Regions from separate parts of the Sus scrofa genome. Here regions 1 and 2 are each linked to region 3. The links are chromatin contacts, called in public HiChIP or PLAC-seq maps. All regions are on one chromosome and are shown on one strand. The core of a region is the stretch at or near the end of the contact, and the rest is flanking DNA. Distances in the headings are between cores, read along the strand shown. Region 1 holds the start of LOC110261122 (ankyrin repeat domain-containing protein 34A-like). Region 2 holds the start of FGR (tyrosine-protein kinase Fgr). Region 3 holds the start of SLC9A1 (solute carrier family 9 member A1).

What was found. HiChIP or PLAC-seq counts read pairs in DNA pulled down with a chosen protein or histone mark.
Region 1: a contact with region 3 is called in an H3K27ac HiChIP or PLAC-seq map of skeletal muscle, with 2.3 times the contacts expected there. The contact joins the promoter of LOC110261122 here to the promoter of SLC9A1 in region 3. A contact is called at or near these places in 1 of 5 promoter capture datasets (fetal skeletal muscle) and 1 of 2 datasets of contacts at active chromatin or transcription factors (skeletal muscle).
Region 2: an H3K27ac HiChIP or PLAC-seq map of alveolar macrophages shows a contact between it and region 3. The contact joins the promoter of FGR here to the promoter of SLC9A1 in region 3. A contact is called at or near these places in 1 of 5 promoter capture datasets (fetal skeletal muscle) and 2 of 2 datasets of contacts at active chromatin or transcription factors (alveolar macrophages and skeletal muscle).

What each region holds. Positions count from the first base shown.
Region 1 is chr6:84,800,315-84,803,956 of Sscrofa11.1, reverse strand. LOC110261122 (ankyrin repeat domain-containing protein 34A-like) reads left to right here and starts at 1,450. Exons shown (of 4, transcript XM_021095643.1): 1 at 1,450-1,485; 2 at 2,166-2,263. The coding sequence starts at 1,470.
Region 2 is chr6:84,828,520-84,832,259 of Sscrofa11.1, reverse strand. It overlaps FGR (tyrosine-protein kinase Fgr), which reads left to right and starts at 1,859. Exons shown (of 13, transcript XM_021095651.1): 1 at 1,859-2,053.
Region 3 is chr6:84,424,875-84,428,576 of Sscrofa11.1, reverse strand. It overlaps SLC9A1 (solute carrier family 9 member A1), which reads left to right and starts at 2,130. Exons shown (of 12, transcript NM_001007103.1): 1 at 2,130-2,709. The coding sequence starts at 2,358. The region is part of intron 2 of LOC110261121 (a long non-coding RNA gene); the gene reads right to left.

The DNA.
Region 1 (3,642 bases), core at 201-2,700, 380 kb before region 3:
CCTGCAGGGCCAAAGGAAGAGTCAGAAACAGGTGGGCCAAGGACAAAGGCACTGCTGAAGGAACTTCAGACATGGGGCAAGACAGAAACAGCCAGCAGACACTGGGCAAAGGACTGTCAGACACACAGATGAAGTGTGTGTAGTGCAGAAATGGGACCAGCACAGGACCAGTCAGGGCCGGTGTTGGTAGACACTGAGGACAGGACAGTGACCATGCATTATTCATATCCTTGTCCCCTGTGAGCCTTGCACACCTCAGTTAACATTGGTTGAATTGAGGTGCCAAAGGAGGACACACAGGCACTGAGAGAGAAGGTCAGATGGAGACCTGGGGAGTCACAGCTCCCTGCCATGGCCCAGAGGGTAAGCAGTGGGCTTTGCAATCAAACACACCCTGGTCTGGCTGGGCTCTCCCACTTCTTCAGTGCCCTCATCTCTAAAATGGAAATGATAACAGTACCATTTTGCCAGGTCTTTGCAGGACTCAAGGGCCCTGCCGTGTGCAATAAATGGCAGCAGCAGTTCTTCCTGAGCTGTCCAGCTACTTCCCCTTGGTAACCAGGCCCTGGCAGTGCACATTCCCATCTGTGGGGATAGGCCAGGCAGGGGGCCAGGAGCCAGGGGCTGGATAACAGATGTGACCTGAAGAGGAGGTAGGTGAAAGTGCTGAGTCCAGCCCCCTGGGCACAGCAGGAGCTCTGAACTGTTGAATCTGAATTTTGTTTCCTGACACAAGGAAAAAACTCAGTCGAATTTAGGGAGGCAAAGCCCGTGTGTGTGTGCATGCGTGTGTGTGTGTGTGTGTGTGTGTGTGTGTGTGTTCTGTGGATTGGTGTGTGTATGTGTGTTCTGTGGATCATCCAGGACTTTTGTGCCCTTGCCGCCCTTGGACTGCCAGAAAGACTGGGCTTTGGTGGGCGGCGCTAAACCCAGAGCTCAGAACTTGAGTTCATGTCACTGAGGAGGAGATGCTGGTGGGCTTTGAGGTTTCTGAAGCAGGTCTCTCGCCATAAACCTTTGCGCTTGACTCAATAGGAAATCTTTTCAGAAAGGAAGAACGCCCCCAAATTCAGGGAGCTGGCCCTCTCCTCTCTCTTCTTCCCCTCCCATTTAATTGGGACGCCCCAGAAAGTCGCAGGCCCTTTAGCTAATCCCTCGATTCCCCATTCTACGCTCATTCTATTCGCAGACCCCGCCCCTTCGCTGCCGCCCGCAACCTCCGCTCGAGCCAGAGCCCCTGCGGGGGACGAGGCACGCGGGAAATGTTCCCAACCATTGAGGAAGACCAGCAGCCCTTGGTAAAAGAGAACATGCCCCCGCGGGAGGGGCCCAGGCGCTGTGTCCCTCTGGGGTCCCGGCCGCGCCGTCGGAGCAGCGGGCGCCGCCCCGCCCGCCTCGCGCGCCGAGCGGCCGAGGCGGGGACTACAAGTCCCGGCGTGCCGCGCGCGCGCTCCCCCCTGGGGTTCCGGATGGTGAGCGGCGAAGGTAAGGCGAGCTCGCAGAGGCAGCGGCGGCGGCGGCGGAGACGGAGAGAGGCAGGCAGGCAGGGCGAGGGCGAGAGACGGAGGGAGGGAGCGAGCGAGCGAGGCAGACCAGACAGACAGACAGGCGGGCGGGCGGGCGGGCAGAGCGAGCCACCCGCCAGGCTGCGCTCAGCCCCGCTCGCAGCGGAGAGAGCAGAAGGCAGGAGGAGGGAGGGGAGGAGGGGGAGGGAGGGAGAGAGGGAATCCAGCTACCACCACCCAAAGCCAGCGTCTGCTTTCTGTCCTCATTTCCTTTTCCCACCCAGCTCTGAGAGCAGAGAAAGGCAGAGGGAGCGAGAGATAGAGACAGTCAGACAGACAGACAGACAGCCGGAGAGAGCGGGAGGGAGGAGGGCGGAGGAGAGGAGCAGGAGCAGGAGGAGGACTACGCGGGGCGCGTTCCCTCCCAGGTTTGCAATTGGGGGAGTGGGGGCGGGGGTGTCCAGGGCTGTGAGAGTGTGTGCACGGTGGGGGGAGCGAGGGGGGCGCAGAGAGAGCGAAGGAGTGATCGAGGTGGGGGGCGCCGCGGGAGCGGGGGGCCGTGTCCAGCGGAGTTAGCGGCGGAGAATGTGAGCCGAGGCGCGAGCCATGCTGTCAGCAACGGCGGGCGGCTCAGGGCTCCTCCACGACTCCTCTCCCCAGCAGCCGGGCGCCCGCGTCGCCGCCGCCGCCGGAAGACAGACGCCCCCCAAAGCCCTTCGCCTGGCTCGGACCCACGGAGCCGGCAGACCAGCACTCCGGTGAGTGGCGCCTCCTCCCCACCCTAGACCCCCGCTGGGGACCGTCCGGCCGGGCTCTTTTGTGCAGCGCACCGGGGGGGCCCCGCGCCCCCTCTGCGTGCCCCGGTCCGGTCCGCCGGACCCCGTGGCTGCGGTGCCCGCGGTGCGATCGGTCTTTGTTTCCACCGGGGCCCGCGGCTCGGCTGGGCTCGGCTCGAAGCCTGGCAGGCAGCGCCGGGAAGGGGGAGGGGGAGGTGGACGAGAAGGGGGGGCAGGGAGGGGGGGTTCTCGGGTTTCCTGGCCGCCCCGCGGCTCCCCCGGCTCGGGGGCGAGGTGCGCGCCCAGCGCTGCCGCGCGCCCCCTCCTCCTCCCCCTCCCTCCGTCTTTGGATTTAAAACTGCAATTTGCTCTCCAGCTTGCTGAGAATGGGGCGGGGGGGGGAATGAAGGGGGGACCGTGGGAGCGGAGAACAAGGCTGGATTTTAGGAACCGCGCTGGGAAAGGGGGAGACTGCGGAGGGAGGAGCACCTCCCCTCCAACCCCCAAATCCCAAGGTTCCGTTGGTGCTCTGGGAGTTGAGGGGCGGGGACCTAATGACCCGGAGGGGGTGTGGGGTGGAGGAGGGATTTGGGGGCGGCCGGGGCTGGAGGGGTTGGGCCGCGTGCCCGGTTACCTGGCGAACAAAGTCGGCTCACTTTTGCATAAATAAATAAATAATCGCCTATCAATGCGTTTCCTCTGAGGCTCTGATTGAATCGGCCCCCTCTTCCCCAGGGGGTGGGGTGCTGAGTGACAGCTGTCAGCCCCCTGGGCCGGTAGCAGAGGGTGAATTGCTGAATCCCTCTGCTTTCTGGCTAAGGGCGCCTTCCCCTGCTGGGTCCTGGTCCCCCGGCAGAGCCAGAGGGGCAGGGGGCTGGCTCTGAGTCTAGGAAATAACCTTGTTTCCTGTTCTACAGGAAAAGGGACAGCAACCCAGAGTTTGGGGGCTGGGGATGAGGGCTGGTGGGAGCTGGAGGGGTTCCCCAGCAGCCTGACCCCCCCAGTCTCCTGCCAGGCGAAGGGGCCAGCTGAGGGAGGAAGGATGTGGGCCTTGCTGGCCGGAGGCGGGAGCTGGGGCTGTCCCTGAGGCGGGCAGCGGGCACCGAGAGGGAGGAGGGAGAGAGAAGCGGGGGCGGGAATTCTCTACCGCAGACCCTGGGGGCCAGGGCCAGATGTGGAGGGGTGGGGAGTCCCCCCTCCCTCCTAGCGTGGGGGCCCTGGGGCTGGGTTGGGAGGGGCTGAGCCTGGTGCCCTCGGTTCTGCACCAGTGCCTGACTGGCAGGGCCAGCTGAATTTGGGCCCAGGCGTCACCCTGGGAGGCAGGGCTGGGCTGCAGCAGCCTGGTCCCTAAGCACACGGAG
Region 2 (3,740 bases), core at 610-3,109, 400 kb before region 3:
ACTGGACCCTTAACCTGCTGAACCACCAGGGAACTCCTCTTCATTCATTCTTTAATTCTTAGAACCAATCATTTGTTTTTGCATTGGGTTTTCATTTGTTTATCTGTTAATTCCTTTGTTCCTTGATGGAGTCATGCGTCCTGTACCCAGAGAACCTGCCTCTTTGTGCCAGACTCTGCCTGGGCTTCAGGGGACATTGCCAAGAGCCAGATCCAGTCCTTGCCCTTGAGGAAAACATATCCCACACCCCACACCCCAGGAAGAAGTGATCAACAGGCACACTGCTGAGTGCTCTGCTGAGGATGAGGGGCCAGACCTTGAAGGATGACAGAGCGTGACAGATTGGGGGATCCCCACGGGCGGGGACCAGTCTCTTTCATCTTTGTCCTCCATAAGCCTGACACCAGAAGGGCAATGATAAATGTTTGTTTGCTAATTGAATACACAGGGCCACAGCCAGTCAGAGAGTGCTTGATGGTGGAGGTGATGGTGCCCAGCCAGGGTGAAGCCACTCTGCCCAAGTCCTGTACCTGCACCTCCCCATCCCTCCTCCCAGTTCCCTAAGAGAAATGCATTCTTATCGATACCCAACTGTTCTCTGCCACCCTAAATCATACGGAGACACACCTGAGCACACACATGTGCACACACACACAGATATTTCCATGCATCCCTGCTCATATATAGAAATACACATGCCTGCATCATGTGCCCCAATTGTTGATCCCAAAATGGCAGTCATTGTGTTTCTTGCCTATAATCACACACACACACACACACACACACAAAACAGTGCTCACATACCCTCCCTGCCTCCCTACTGTATCCCAACGCACATCCTTCTCCACCAAACAGCCCTCCAACACGCATCCCTTCCTCCCCAGACAGAAGGGACTCTCCTGGCCTTTGGTTGAAGACTGAAGAAGTAACAGTGGTCGGAGGGGGATTGAAGCTCAGGCTGAGGGAAGGGTCAGGGATCCCTGCCAGTGGGAAAGGCTGGAACTGTCACTGAGGATGATGCTCAGTTTTTCTAAACCTTGGGTGGGTGTGGGAGGCTGACATGGTGCCAGTTCCTCAGTGCGGCCCCACAGCTGATTCCTCTGAAAAGCAGTTTCCTAAGAGAGGGGTCTTCTTCTTCTTTTTTTTTTTTTTGGTCTTTTTGCCTTTTCTAGGGCTGCTCCCACGGCATATGGAGGTTCCCAGGCTAGGGGGTCTAATCGACTGTAGACGCCGGCCTATGCCAGAGCCACAGCAACGCAGGATCCGAGCCGCGTCTGCAACCTACACCACAGCTCATGGCAACACCGGATCCTTAACCCACTGAGCAAGGCCAGGGATCAAACCGGCAACCTCATGGTTCCTAGTTTGATTCGCTAACCACTGAGCCACCACGGGAACTCCACCTAGGAGAGGGGGTCTTCTGCTGCTTCCCTCTGTCCTAGATAGTGCCCAGGCCCTGAAGATGGCAAAGTGTGGTGACTGGAATTGCAGTGGCTCTGGTGACAGCAGTCTGAGGTCAACTGGCCATGATAACTTGGGTTCAGGCCTGTCCCCATCTGGGCCTCAGTTTCCTCAGCTGCAAAAGGGGGGTGGGGCAGTGATATGGAAAAGCCCCTCTTAACCTTTAAAGAGTGGGTGCTTCTGGGGGTGAGGAACCTGCCCTTTTGGAGGGGTCTTGGGAAAGCAGTGCTGGGTGTTCAGGTCAGGGGAGAGGAGCCAGGGTGCAGGGGGAGGCCTGGGAAAGCTGACCCCACGCGATCGCGCGGGGGAGGTAGGAAGGGGGGGGCGGGAGGGCCTGGGATTTAAGGGCCCCTCCCCGCTGCGGGCAGCTGGCTTGGGGCTGGGGCGTGACTGCAAATTCTCCCCGTCGGCACAGCCACCGCCACCGCGGCTGCACTAAGAGACGTCCGAGGCGGCTTCTTCCTCCCTGCCCAGAGCGGGCGGCGGTCAGCACCCCAGTTTCCTCACCCCCACCCCCGTCGGCACTCGTGGCTGCTGGGAGCCGGGCTAGCTCACCCTGGGGTCGGTCGGAAGCGGACTCCCCTGGGAGCAGGTAGGCGCAGTCAGTGGGGCTGGACAACAAGCCCTGCCCCGCCCCCAGCCTGCCCTGGGCCCCGGGAGGTGGGGGTGGGGGTGGGGTGTGGGGGTGGGGGTGGGATGGGGGAGGGGTGGGAGCGGAAGCCTGAACTTGGGGAGGAGAGCGGAGGGAGTGGAAGGCCAAAGAGACCCCCTCCCCTTGAAAAGCACCTGAGGAGGAAAACTGAGGCGACCTGGAGACTGAGACTGATACAATTTGGGGAGGGGGCTGAGGGAATATGGGGACAATAGACTAAAAGGACCCCTCCCAACACGCAGAGGTATGGTGGGGAAAACGGAGGGAACCTGTGGAGTGGCAATGATAGAATTTGGGAAGGGGGCGGAGTCGGGGGGGGAGAACGAAGAGACCCCCAAAAGGGGCTGGGGGAGAAACTAAAGGGACCTTGAAAGCGAGGATTTGGGGGAGAAGCCGAGGGGTCTGGAAGAGAGGAACTAAGTGGCTGGGACCGGGAGAATCAGGTGAGGGAGTTCGCGAGAAGAGGTCAAGAAGAACCCTTTCTGGAAGATGCAGAATGTGGGGCACAATTCCGGGGGTCCAGGAAGTCCCCCAATCCGGAATCGGCAGAAGTCGAGGGTGAAGTCTGTAGCGGAGAGGGGAGGGGAGGCTGCCACGAGGCAGCCCCCAGACCCTCCCACCCCGCACAGGTGGGCGGGTCCCGGGTGGCCTGGGGACTCCTTCGAGGCGCTGGAGGCGTCGGTCCCGGCTTCCTGGGGAAGTCTCCGCCCTCGGCAAGGATGGGCCTCTCTGGGTGCCCCCTTCCCGCCCGCGGTGGCGGTCTCGGTCCACGTTCCTCTCGGGATCCGGGAATTGCTGGCCTCCCCGACGGAAATCCTGCCTTTGACCGCGACTGCCGGGAGGGGCTGTCTCCATGGTAACAAGAGGGCGGACAGTCAGAGGCGGGTACTTGGCTGCAGCAGGGATCCCCGCCCGCCCGCGCTGCCCCCTTTGATTCCCTCCCCGGCCCCCATTTTGGGTCCTCAATCGGAGGCAGCCTTTGAGACAGAGGAGTAAGGCCATGATGCTCAGTGTTCAGGGATCCTGGGGAGGGGGATCTGCAGTCTCAGAGTCTTAGCCAGACTGGGACCTTGGTTGGTGTGTGACTTAGGCCAATTCTGAGGCTTCTCTGGGCCTCATTTTCCTTATCTGAATTATGTGGGAAATTATCTCTGCCCCTACCCAGCCCCCAGCCCCACCTTATCCCAGTCATGAGAATCAAATACAGAAAGCAGTTTTTGCCTAGTGTCCTAGAGGGGTTGAGTTACCACAGATTCAGGGATCCTCTCCATTTTCTCAAAAGCATGAGGCAGAACCAGAAAGCCTGACAAGGCCTCCAGGGACCAGAACACAGCTGATTCTAATGAAATAAATGTCTGTGGGTCATTGAAGCCTCATCCTGGGAAATTCAGTAGGTTTGAGATCTGTTCCCTGCCCCCCCAATCCCCATGGTGCCACATCCAGGGGTCCCTGAGTCCTTTGACATCCTTCTGTCTGTGTGTGTGTGGCCCCGGGGGAGAGCAGGGCTCTAGGGCCACTTCACAGATGGGAAAATGGAGGTCTGGGAGTCAGTGACTGACAGGCCAGCAGGAGGGACCCAGAGTTCAGGGCATCCTGTCCCTGATGCGGTGAAGGAAGTAGCCAGAGC
Region 3 (3,702 bases), core at 881-3,380:
ACTGAGATCCCACATCAAGCTGCTGCACATCAAGGCAAAAAGAAAAAAAAAAAGAAAAAAGATGTTGAAGAACTTGAGAATGTGGAAACCCCCAGTATCTGTGAATGTGGACTTATTTAGAAACAGGGTTATTAAAGATGATCAAGTTAGAATGAGGTCGGTAGGGTGAGTCTCTAATCATTTGTGACTGGTGACCTTAAAAAAAGGGGAAATCTGGACCCGGAGACAGACTCACAGGCAGATCATCAGGTCAAGACTAGAGTTATGCTGCCACAATCAAGAAACACACCAAAGATTGGGAGTTCCTGTCTTGGCACAGCAGAAACGAAACTGACTAGGAACCATGAGGTCGAGGGTTCCATCCCTGGCCTCGCTCAGTGGGTTAAAGATCCAGCTTGCCATGAACTGTGGTGTAGGTTGCAGATGCAGCTTGGATCACAAGTTGCTGCGGCTGTGGTGCAGGCCTGCAGCCCCAGCTCCAATTGGACCCCTAGCCTGGGAACCTCCATATACCCCAGGTGCAGCCCCCAAAAGACAAAAGACAAAAAACAAAACAAAAAACCACCAAAGATTGTTGTCCAACCACCAGAAGCCAGGAGAGAAGCAGGGAACAAATTTTTCCTCACCGCCCTTAGAAGGAACTCAGATGACACCATGATTTCAGATCTCTAGCCTCCAGAATATGAGACAATGAATTCCTGTTCTTTATTTTTATTTATTGTCTTTTGTCCTTTTAGGGCCACACCCACGGCATATGGAGGTTCCCAGGCTAGGGGTCTAATTGGAGCTGTAGCCACCGGCCTACACCATAGCCACAGCAACATGGGATCCAAGCCACATCTGCAACCTATACCACAGCTCATGGCAACGCTGGATCCTGAGCAAGACCAGGGATTGAACCTGCAACTTCATGGTTCTTAGTTGGATTCGTTTCCGCCCTGCCATGACGGGAACACCTGAATTCCTGTTCTTTAAGCCACCACGGTTTGCAGCACTTTGTTACAGCAGCTCTAGCAAACTAATACAACTAGTGTTTACATAAGGAATTCCTTTCACCTATTTCCTCAGCTACAAAACTGGAACCATCATAGTGCTTCTACACGCTGGGCTCCATTCTAAACAGTTTACATAGAATATCACCTTTAGTCATCACATATACTATACGCAGCAGCATTAGCAGATAGAGATACTCCTGTTATCTCCACTCTTCCCCGTGAGAAAGCTGTGGAACAGAGAGGTTAAGTAACTTGCTCAAGGTTACACTGTAACTAAATATATACCGTAATAATACATCCCTCACAAGATTATTGGGAAGTCTCCATGCGACTGTGGATGTGAAAGCACTTTGTAAATAGTAAAGCATTTTACCCTTGTTAGTTAGAATCTTTGTAGATTTGGGACTCTTTTTTTTTTTTTTTTTTTTGCCCATCTCTGACTGTCACTGCTCTTTCGACGGGATACTTCCTTCCCTCGGCGAGAGAGGGCGCTGCAATGCGCGGGCGCCGACAGGTCCTTCTAGCCCGCTGCGCTGGCTGCTCGCTGGTGCCTATAAGTGGCAGCGCCGGGCTCAGTGAGGCATCAGTCAGCCGCTGCCGGTGCTGGGGCCGGTGTTGGAAGTGGAGCCGGACGCTGAGGAGCTGCAGCTGGGCCGGGGCGCAGCGCCGAGCCGGGGCCGCAAGGAGGGGCGTTTTGCTGCTGGCCCACCGCGAGCCGCCCCCAGCCCGCGCCGAGGCGCCTTCTCGCCAGGCCGCCTGCCTCCGCCTTCCGCCTCCCTCCATTTCCCCGGAATCTCAGCCCGGCGCGCCTGCACCCCGGTCCTTCCCTGGGTGGGGAAGCTCCCGGCCGCTTTCTGGTTTCACTCCTTCCTCGCAGCCTGGGCTCTCAGCCCCCTCTTCTTTTCCTGCACCGGGTCCCACCCCCTTCCATCCTCTTCCTTTAGCTCAGGCTCCCTGCCCCTTCGCTTAGCCAAGTCCCAGCTCCTCAGTCACTTTCCTCAGCCGAGGGTCCCTGCCTTCCCGCTTCCTTTTCCTTGCCTGGGGTTCAGCCTATCCTGTCCCTTCCTCTGTCCTTAGGGCGAAGTCCCTCCCTTCCTCTCCAAACCCCTTTCTCGGGCCTGGAGTTCCAGACCTTTTGGCCTCCTCCTATGATCCTAACTGGGTCCTTGTCCCTTTTCCCCAGTTTGGAGTTCTAGGTCGTGAAGCCAACCTTCCTCCACCTCCAGAGGACTGCTTCCACAAAAACACAGCTCTAAAACATGAACTTTGCCTAGAGACGCCCTGGTCTCTCTCACCCCTTGCAGACTCCTCGCTGCCTATGTCCCAGGTCTCACTTTGCTAAGGCTCGAGGGGCGCAGCAGGATGCTTCTGTGGTCTGGCATCTGTGGCCTCTCTCCACCTCGAATCTTCCCTTCGCTGCTTGTGGTGGTAGCCTTAGTGGGGCTGCTACCTGTTCTCAGAAGCCATGGCCTCCAGCCCAGCCCCACTGCCAGCACCATCAGAGGCTCAGAGCCACCACGGGAACGCTCGATTGGGGATGTCACCACCGCCCCACCAGAGCTCGCCCCGGAGAGCCGCCCTGTTAACCATTCCGTCACTGAACACGGCATGAAAGCTCGGAAGGCCTTTCCCGTCCTGGGCATCGACTACACACACGTGCGCACACCCTTCGAAATCTCCCTCTGGATCCTGCTGGCCTGCCTCATGAAGATAGGTAAGTCCAGTTGGCCCCGATGCCTCTGCCGCTGCCACCAGACTGATGAGCTTCTTGCCCCATCCTTACTGCCTGAGGCTGCCCAGGAATAAGGGTCTGGACTTCTCCTGTCGCATGGGCAGCCTCCATCCTGCCATCTTGGTCCTTCTCAAACTTGAGCTCTGTGGCCTTTGTGGTCTGAGGCCTCCTATAATGGGAGCCAGGATTGTTCATGGAAGAGAGCGAGAGGAGGAAGGGGTGCTCCTGATACTAGGTCCCTCCAGTGAGGCTCCCAGGCCTGGCAAGTCTCCTTTGGCTGGGCCATACCCCGAGGGGAGCCAGGCACCCAGCTGTGTGAGACCGGAGTGTCTGCAGCAACTGGCCCAGTCTACTCTGTCAATAGCAACCAGTGCAATTACACGCTTCATGGGAGGGTGTTCCAGGATGGAGTGTATTTCTACTGGGTCTGTCTAAGGAGTGTGAGTTTAGTGGGGGACCTGTGGGCTGGAGACTTACAGGTGTGGTGGAAGAGGAGGCGTCCCCATATTCCCACCTTCCTTCATCCCCACAATGTTATCTGTCAGCGTTGCCTGCCCAGGCTGGTCAGGAGCCCCTGAGTCAGTTTCCTGCCCTGGAATGCCACTCCTTCTACAGTTTATGGGACAGGGGGCCTGAAGTCTGGTTTGGGGGTGGAGGGAGAGGGAGGGAGGTTCACCCCTCCAGCTCACCTCCAGGTTGGCACCCAGGTTCTGGCCCCAGCTCACCTCCAGGTTGGCACCCAGCTGCGTCTCTAGGTGGTGTCTGGGCCGGCCAGTCATGTTGGCCTGCCTGTCCCTCAACCAAGTGGGAGAGGGGCAGATGGAGGGGCTCCGGATGTTCTGGTCTGAAGAGACTTTGAAGCCTTTTTGGGAGAAGGAAACAGAAAAGTTTTTCCCTTCCAGGGGATTATCTCCCTGCCAGGTCTGAGCGCTCTGTTCTGCTGGGTGATGGAGCTCACCAGAGCCTGCACAGCCC